Regions from separate parts of the Anas platyrhynchos genome. Here region 2 is linked to region 1. The links are chromatin contacts, called in public Hi-C maps. All regions are on one chromosome and are shown on one strand. Each heading gives the region's core, a stretch centred on a gene start, on an enhancer-like site or on the middle of the called end of the contact. The rest is flanking DNA. Distances are from core to core; before and after follow the strand shown. Region 1 overlaps OSBPL1A (oxysterol binding protein like 1A). Region 2 overlaps OSBPL1A (oxysterol binding protein like 1A).

Region 1 (4,432 bases), core at 631-3,130:
ACAGGAACAGTAAGAGAAGGTTTCCATTACTAATGGTGACTGATAAACCCAACTACTCTTCTTTGAAAGTAAGAGTTTTCCAAATCACCCAGTAAACTGTAAAGCCAAACCACTCTTAGCTAGCACAAAAGGGCTGAGAAGCTTTCATTACAAATACCAATCTCATTTAAACTTTCATGTCCATAAGCTCATTTGAACAAAATTCCATATATTAAATTAAAAATAATAATAATACATTTAAGATAAAAACCAAAAGGGGAACAACAGTCCTACTTTGAATCATATAAGCTGTTTTACCTGACCAGAAAGCTGAATTTTTCCAAAACCAGAACCATTCTCTTCATTTTGTATAAGAGCAATGGAAAAGAATTTCTTTTCATGAAGGACACTGCAGGTACATTCACTACGTCTGAACAGATTTGGGAGTTAAATAGTGGGGTTTCTTCTTGCTAGTCACCTGTGTAGCAACAATGATGGGCCATGGCATTTGTTGCCTATAACTATAATCAACCCTCAGAAAGACATAAAAAAAAAAAAAGAACAGAAAAAGAAGCTTCATTGAAGAGCTGAACAGATAACAACCTTTTCTACAGGGGGCTGACATATCCGGACGCAGGTCTGAAACGTACTTTCAAGACCAACATTTAGGCTGTGCCATACAGCTTGTATTCCTCAGCATTACTTGAAACTGGGTAATGATTTTGTTCCATTTTTGTACTGCTACCAACCAGCTCAACTATTAACCCAATTTACCCAGAGAAAGGCAGAAATATAGGTCAATGCCTTTTGTCCACAGCAACAATGAAATCAGTGTTTGGATTATGAGGCTATTACCAATGAGGAAAATCCTCAATAGATAAGAGCTATCTACAGCTCACTCAAACAGCAAGAACTATTTAATTTCAAAGTTTAGCCAACCCTGCCTCACAATTGGCACAGCACCCTCCTAACCAGGAAGGTGCTGTTTCTTATTTTCTTAAGAGTTGCAGTTTGAATAGGATGTAGGTGCCTCCTCCATCCCACCTTTTTGATAAACAGAAACATTGCCATGGGGAAAGAAAAAAAAATTTAACTCGGGCTAAGTTAGTTTCAGTAGCCCTATTTGCTAAGTTACCTTCCATACTCATCTGTTACTAAAACACCTTTACCAAGGTTGATCCTTCAGTTTTCAGTACAGACAAACAAAAAATGTTCCTTTAAATAAAAGACCTATCCTATCAAAAAATAGGATATGCCTGAATTCCTTAAAAAAGATGGAACTACGTTTCATCTTACTTGCTAGCAGCCTAATGCTGACTTGTTTTACTCAGCCTCCCATGCAGAGAGCATGAGTGGGTAGCAGGATTTATTTAATTGATCGACATGGTATCACTCATTCCCTATTCCAATTTCCCACCAATAGCAAAACATGTGGTGAAACAGATCGTTTTGAATTGTATTAAGTATAAAAACACTTTTGTGGATGCTTTGATACAAATGTCCAGGAGAGGACAGTGTCCACCAAGCAATCAGCGTTACTTTCATTTTCAGTGTTGACTTATTTCTCTGTGTGTCCTTGAATGAATGGAGCTAGCAGAGCATATATTTTTAAGTCCTTCTGCATGTAAAACACTCACATACTTCTGGTTTGAAGTATACATAGGGATTGCTTGCCTTAAATATTAAAATTTACATTTTCATGGAAGTTAATCTCCATTCAATTTAACTACGTGGAAGTTGGCATTCAGTTTAAGCCATTCACCCACATTTCTTCCTGTGAGTGTAAGAGCCAAAACCGATGTGATGTTCAGTTCGTTCCTCCACATAACACATACATAACAAGGAAACAGAACAGCTTTAAGCCACAAAGAAAGCTAGTGGGGGACAAGCGAGGACACGTGCAAAAATGACAGGCAGTCAAGACCTGAGGCCTACTAACCTTGGCCTACTCCCTGTGATTAAGGGAAAGGTTTGTGAGTGCACAAATTTCCTCCCAGATGTCAATCTTAGAAACAACTCCGGAAGTTAATTTTAGCTGTGACAAAAACATCTGCAGGAATTTACTTGCATGTAGAACAGATAAGGTGCATTTAAAGATCATTCACTGAAAAACTCTTGTCCAAGCTTTACCTTTAGCAGATTAACTACTACAGGAATCCTGCTGGGAAGGAGACACAGGGCATGAAAAAGGCATGTTTAGCTCGCTCTTCATGTAAACCTGACCAAAAGACCTCCTGGCTCATGAAGAGCCAAGCACAAACACCTTTGAAAGGTTTCCCTAAAGGGAAAGCTGACTACAGAAACACAGCAGTAAGAAGGAAACAGCAGTGACAAATAGATGTTACGCTATGTTACATCCCACACTTCTGTGGATTTTTATTTTATTTTTTTTTTTAAGTTTGGCTCGGATTAAAAAATTCCCCTTTAAAGAAATAAATGATTCGAATGCTCCCAAACTAGTTATTTAATGTACTACTCCCCCTAATTAGTCAAATCCTCTCCCATGAAGTTTTCAAGAATTATGAAGTGTACTCTCAAATCAGCCTAAAACTACAAGAAGTCACATCAGCCACATTCTTTCAAGCACTATGACCACTCTGTAGGATGCAAGCTATATTAATAAAACCAGACTTAAACAGCAAATTACGAGTCATAACTAAACCCTGGCATTTTCATTTCATTACCTAGCACCTGCCTAGTAAGCTTAAAAGGCAAACAGTCTGTTGAAAATCAGGTTGTAACTGCTACAAACAGCACCTTTGGTGAAATATTTAATGGCACTGACTTCACCTGTCTACATCTGTATATCCCAATACTGGTATTTGTTTTTAAACCAACAGATTTACTCTTGCATCACCAAAGCAACAACAAACCAACAAAAAGCAACCTCCGCCTCCCTGCACAAAACACACACTGCTCAAAAAAAAAAAAAAAAAAAGTAGATGAAGTAGATGGTAGCTCAGGTTTTCTAAATGGAGATAGGAAAGAGTCTTGTTTATAATGACAGGCAAACAGTGTTGGGTACTTATGTGCAGCCCTCCTCTATGTATCTAGTACACTACAGGAAGGTATAAAGATTTTAATCAAAAGAAATTTATCTAGTCTATTCTATAAGCAACTTGCTTACGTGTGGTTAACGAAGTGTAATGATGGAATTAAGTGCTGTTAAAAAATTCTGCTCCCTACACTTTGCGTGGCATGAAGGCAAGGTTTCTGCTCTGAAAAGGACACGGGATGATGTGTATTTGTCTACATGCACTCTAAACTAGCCCCAAAACAGGCACAAATTGGAACCAGCAACTCCAGTTAGGTGACACAGTTCTGAATTCAGACTTGCAGCCAGACACCACAAGCAGATCCCTTACCAGGACAAACACCACAGCCACCACGAGTCTCAGAAACAACGCTAGAAGCACCGCACAACTCCCATCCCCTGAGACAGCTCTTGTGGAGGTAAAGTTTAAATTGGCAGTGCTCTGGGGAAAAACAGTTTGCATCAATAGACTTACAGACAAACCCCAGCATGTCACCAAGGTGCCAGGTAGAAGTTTGACATTACAGCTCAACCTAAAACATGCTCTGGCTATTTAGTCATGTAAAGCGTGACCATACATTCTTATCTATAGTGACCATACATTCTTATCTATATTCAAGAGAGATGTTTCCACTTTTCCTGTGCAGTATATTAATAGCCAGCCAATTTATGCTCTGGCTTTACTGTAATATCCTACATCTTAAGCAACTCAAAGAGAACAACCTATGGACAGATATGTACAGCTTTTCATATCTTATAAAAATAGATTTTAAACATTCCTCCAGTCACCCAGCTCCATGCAGTTCTGATAACACAGTGCAGCATTATGGAAACTTGCCAAGTTATTTTTTTCACACTAAGTAGATTATCAGTTGCTGTTAAAACTGCCCAGACAATGCATGTCAACACTCATCATCCTTTTTACATTGATCATGAATTGCCTCCTTTCTCCTCCTGCTTTCCAAGGCAGTCAACGTAATTCAGACGTTCACCTTCACCTAGTGCTTCCCCTCCCTACACTTCCTGTGCTAATTAGGAAAGGCACTTAACCAAGGCCATAAACACCGCCCTGCTAACAGCACAACAGCGCAGAGCAGCACGCTTAGTCAGCTGCTTTACGTTACCTTCCCTAACCACACTGCTACTCCACCCAAGCCCTCATTTGCCTTAGTCTTTGCCTGCTACAGGAGGGACACGCATTCAGAGGTTGAACCCTGAGACATCAAGTCTCTGACATTGCCACATGCTTTGACAGTCGCTGCAATTTAGCTAGTTAAGATACCAAGTGATTAAAGCACGTCTCGTTTGCTTTAGTAAAATTAAATTTTAATTCCCTGTTTTTACTGAGATCTGGTGTCCTCATCATCATTGTGCGTGTCCAAACCGCTCCCAAATGAGACTTTCTGAAGCATGCTGAAG
Region 2 (4,432 bases), core at 529-3,028, 39 kb after region 1:
GCATAACAAACTAAACCTCAAAATTATATATGTTCTGCTTTTCGAATTTTTCTCCCCCCCCCCTTTTTTTTTTTTTATTAAAGTTTGAAAACCCAAAAAAAGCCACTGCTTGCCCTTTGATAAGAAAGGCAAGAGTAAGCAAATGCATAAATTAGCTGACATCTGGCAAGTACAGAGACTTACAGGAACACATCCCAAGATCAAATCCCAAGCCTGCATTTGAACTTGCAGTTGTCTATTGATAACATCACCTTCTTGAGCAGGCTGCTGGGAACTGCCAGCAGCAGTTATCCTCCCGTGTCCTTTCTGCCATTCTCTTGTACCAAAAGGTAAGGTACAAGTCATTTGGTGCTCAGTCATATGATTTATTTTTTTTGCATTACAGAGTCAGAAATTCTGCCTACTCCCCATTAAAGCGAAAGGGTTTTAGAAGCATGTATACAGAAAAAAAAAAAAACAAAAAACAAACAAACAAGAATCACAGCCTCGACGCTAGAAAAATCACAAGACGGACTCATTTACATCGGAGGCCTGAACAATCACTGTGCAGTACACCTGATGGGTCCTGAGGTGTTAAAGGCTCGTTTCTAAGTAATTTCACTGCCTCTTTTATAGAGGTACATATAGCTGAAGGTTAACTTCGGTAACATCAAAGCTAGAGTACAAGCACTGTATACAAGGCTCCCTCTCCTGGCCGAAAGACTTAAAAACAACATTCTACCTTACAGCAGTGCTGGTAAAATTGTAAAGAAAAAAAAAAACACCACCCTGTAACTACAATAAACATGCCATTTTATGCACACAGTCCAAACAGAGTCCAAACTGGATATATCACAATAAGCAATACAAATACAATACAATATTTATGCACCCCTGGAAAGGAAGTACCATTATTTTTGGCCAAAAGTATATTGAAGTATCCCTGCACAGAACAGTGCAACTGCCTAGATACATGAAACAAGCATTTAGTACATACTTTCAGAGTTTCTTGTAGATCTGTAACAGATACTGTATCATCTTCCTCATCATCACTACTCAGCTGTTCCTGTGTGCAGTAATGAGTGCTATAGGCAGAGTGGTCTTCTATGGCTTCCAGCCAACTCTGAACAGAAAAACAAAGTTGATACATTTCAAAGGTCATCCCCAGAAGGCAACAGCATATATGCAAAAGAGCAAATTAAAGCGTTCTATCTAGATGACATTCATTCGCAAAATATAACATCTTAGCAAGCAGAAGAGACTGACAAAAATTTCAAAATATTCAAGATAAGATGCAATGTGATCAGAGTGCTGCTAGGACTTAACCGATCAGACTTGAAGTACAAATGCCAGCCACTCCCCAGGTCTATCCAAGCTCACATAAAAACATCATATCGATTAATAAAAGACTGTAAAGAATGTATTTTGCACCTTCAGTTTTCTGTTCAGACAGCAAGGTCTCCATGGCAAAGTCAGCCTTCTTTTGCATGACAAACTGTGTACAAAACTTCAGGCACTACTGTAATTAATAAGTTGATTCTTTTACTGCTCACAGAATGACAGAGTGGCTGAGGTTAGAAGAGACCTTTAGAGGCCATCTGGTCCAAGCCCTGCTCAAGCAGGGTCACTGGGTTGGCCCAGGACCTGATCTAGATGGCTTCCGAGTATCTCCAAGGATGGAAACTCCACAACCTCTCTGGACAACCTGTGCCCCTCACCAGACTCTCTCCATTATATCCATATGTCTGTCACAGTGGGAGCCCAGAACTGGACGCAGCATTCCAGGTGCCTCCACCTCTACTTCATCTCTAGTTGGCACACCTATAGAAGTACAGTACTAACTACACTACAAAAAAAACTCATGTTGTTCCCACCCCCATATCCCCTACCCCCTCCACCACCACCCCCATCCACCTGGAAAAAAATTAAATATCATCTGGGCAATTGGCTAAGAGTAGACCATATCATGAAACCTCCTTTTGTTTGGGATAACGAACTATGACAAAGTACAACAGAAGGAAGTTGCAGTAGAAATCTACCGGATGGAGAAGTTAATGAAAAAGAAGAAGTTAGACTACAGGGCATAGTACAGACTAAGGGCTAGAAAAGAAGGAAGCACTAGTTTTAAAGATGCTAGCAACAATATGCCCATTTCTGCAAGCTAGTCTGTAGTCATGCTAAGAGATTTAACACATGCACTTACGTTACCAAGTCCTGATAGTCAAGATACTGAATCTGTCACTAACACACCCATAGATAGCTGTATCCAAATATTTTCATTATAGAAATCATTACATCTTAAAGCCTTTAATAAAAGCTCATTATTACCTCTCTAGTTTGAGAAGGAAGGCTATTTTTAGGGATCTTGAAACGATGAACGGTGTCGTCAAAACACCTGACAGAAAAGAAGCAACTGTCTGTAGATTTTACCTAAAGCAATGGGGAGAAGAGACAAAATGAGTATAAACAAGCAGTAAGAAGAGGCAAAACAGTAAGAGTAAGCAAGGTGGAGAATTACTCTCAGAAGTTTTTGCCTCCATTTTGATGCAAAACAGATACAGCTAACAAAAGCTTTCTCAGAACAGTTGCACAGAGTGTGCTGACTTGCACTTTACCCCATATGAAAATATAGAAGTTTGTTATGTCAAGACATTATATTTGCATAGCATTAATCGAATCAGACAAGATATCAGTAATGGTGTAAAGCCACTGAAGTTAAGGAATTTGTAGGTATAAAAAGGAAAGAATCACTTTTCATACAAGAACATATGTAACAGAGCTTGTGGTGCCAGTTTACATATCTAGGACAGGCTATCTACAGAAGTACTGAGATTATCCTAAATGCATTCCCCTTGAGCACTTCATCTTTCCGTGCATTATACATCTTTCTTTCCCTCTCATACACTTCAGTAGTAAGAAGGTCTGAGACACAATTATTTTTTCTCCTGAGAGGTGGATTGTTACACCTGACTTTTTTTTTTTTATCGTCTTCCCTCTGCCCCTTCCCAAAAAGGATTCCAACAAGTATAACTGAATTTAAGGAAGTGCTCAGAAGTCAACTTCAGAACTGATTTGTTCTCATCTGAAATGAATTTAATTTACACATTCAGTCACCAGTAGTCAGCAACAGCTACAAGAGGAACTGGTTATTTGCTATTCTGTATCACATGCTACAAATAACTGTTTTGCACAACTGAAGAGGCATACTATCAGGAAGTCTTACATTTGTTTAAATTTTCAGGACTTTGGAAAGAAGTGAGAGCTAAAAAGCAACACAGAATACTTTAATTGACAAGAACCACTGTGGTTTTTGCAACAGCGCAAGCTTTTTCACTTAGTAAAAATAATAGGCAGGCTTAGCAACCTAGCTGAAGCTTTCATCGTCTAGGTACAGAACACTACCACAAAACAACAACAAATTAAAAAAAAAATCATACAGTAGTTACAAGTCTTATTTCACTTCCTACCGTGCACACAGCTTGTGTTAGATGCTTGCATCCCTGACGATGCTCGTTATTTACTGCATCAGCTCTTTGAAAGAAAAAGAGATTTAGTAACAAAGGTTGTAATTATTTATATCACTTATCAGCAATTTAAATAAAGAACTTACTGTCTCCGATACCATGAAAGGACTCCACGGTCAAGTACTATCCAGTAGAGTTTCCAACCAAAAAATCGTGAGCTCTAAGGAAAACCAAACCAAACCAAAAAAAAAGTAAGGTTAAAAGCTGAAACAGTTACTATTCCCAGTGAGCTTAGTTGCTTGAAGGTGATTACATAAAACCATCAGTCATGAGGAAAACATTTTACCTGCTACTTATCATAAAATGGCTTGGGTTGGAAGGGACCTTGAAGACCATATGGTTCCAACTCCCCTACCATGTGCAGGGACACCTCCCACCAGACCAGGCTGCCCAAAGCCCCATTCAGCCTGGCATTGGACACCTCCAGAGATGGGGCATCCACAGCTTCTCTGGGCAGCTTGGGCCAGTGCCTCACCACCCTTGGAGTGAAGAATTTCCTCCTAACCTCTAATCTAAATCTCCCTTCTCCTAGTTTAAAACCCTTTCCTCTTGTTTTATCATTATCTCTCCCAAGCAAGAGGTTGCTCTCCATCTTTTTTATAAGCACTCTAAGTATTGAAAGGCTTCAATGAGGTTACTCCAAGGCCTTCTCTTCTTCAGGCTATCTTGTTGGTCGCAGACATCTGAGAATACTTTACAATTATAGTGCTATTTTCTTTTCTGGACATGTCATAAGACAAAAGCTTTGAGTCTTTAAAAGACATTTAGATGTAGAGCTTAGGGATATGGTTTAGTGGGGACTGTTAGCGTTAGGTCAGAGGTTGGACTTGATGATCTTGAGATCTCTTCCAACCGAGAAATTCTGTGATAAGTTTGCTATTCAGTCATATAGCAACTGACATATTTAAACTGTGCTTTTTATTTTTTAC

What was found. Hi-C and Micro-C count contacts between places; a contact is called where the count stands out from the background.
Region 2: a contact with region 1 is called in a Hi-C map of liver, with 6 times the contacts expected there. The contact joins two enhancer-like sites. A contact is called at or near these places in 4 of 8 Hi-C or Micro-C datasets (liver, skeletal muscle, small yellow follicle and 1 more).

What each region holds. Positions count from the first base shown.
Region 1 is chr2:41,440,646-41,445,077 of IASCAAS_PekinDuck_T2T, forward strand. The region is part of intron 18 of OSBPL1A (oxysterol binding protein like 1A); the gene reads right to left. Among named protein-coding and RNA genes, the nearest start is that of CABYR, 48 kb to the left of the region's middle. Within about 2 kb of position 1,881, at least 1 of the 8 cell types and tissues checked has an H3K27ac peak or open chromatin away from gene starts, as enhancers often do.
Region 2 is chr2:41,479,758-41,484,189 of IASCAAS_PekinDuck_T2T, forward strand. It overlaps OSBPL1A (oxysterol binding protein like 1A), which reads right to left. Exons shown (of 30, transcript XM_038174648.2): 11 at 3,590-3,663; 12 at 3,447-3,510; 13 at 2,308-2,409; 14 at 977-1,102. Among named protein-coding and RNA genes, the nearest start is that of OSBPL1A, 21 kb to the right of the region's middle. Within about 2 kb of position 1,779, at least 1 of the 8 cell types and tissues checked has an H3K27ac peak or open chromatin away from gene starts, as enhancers often do.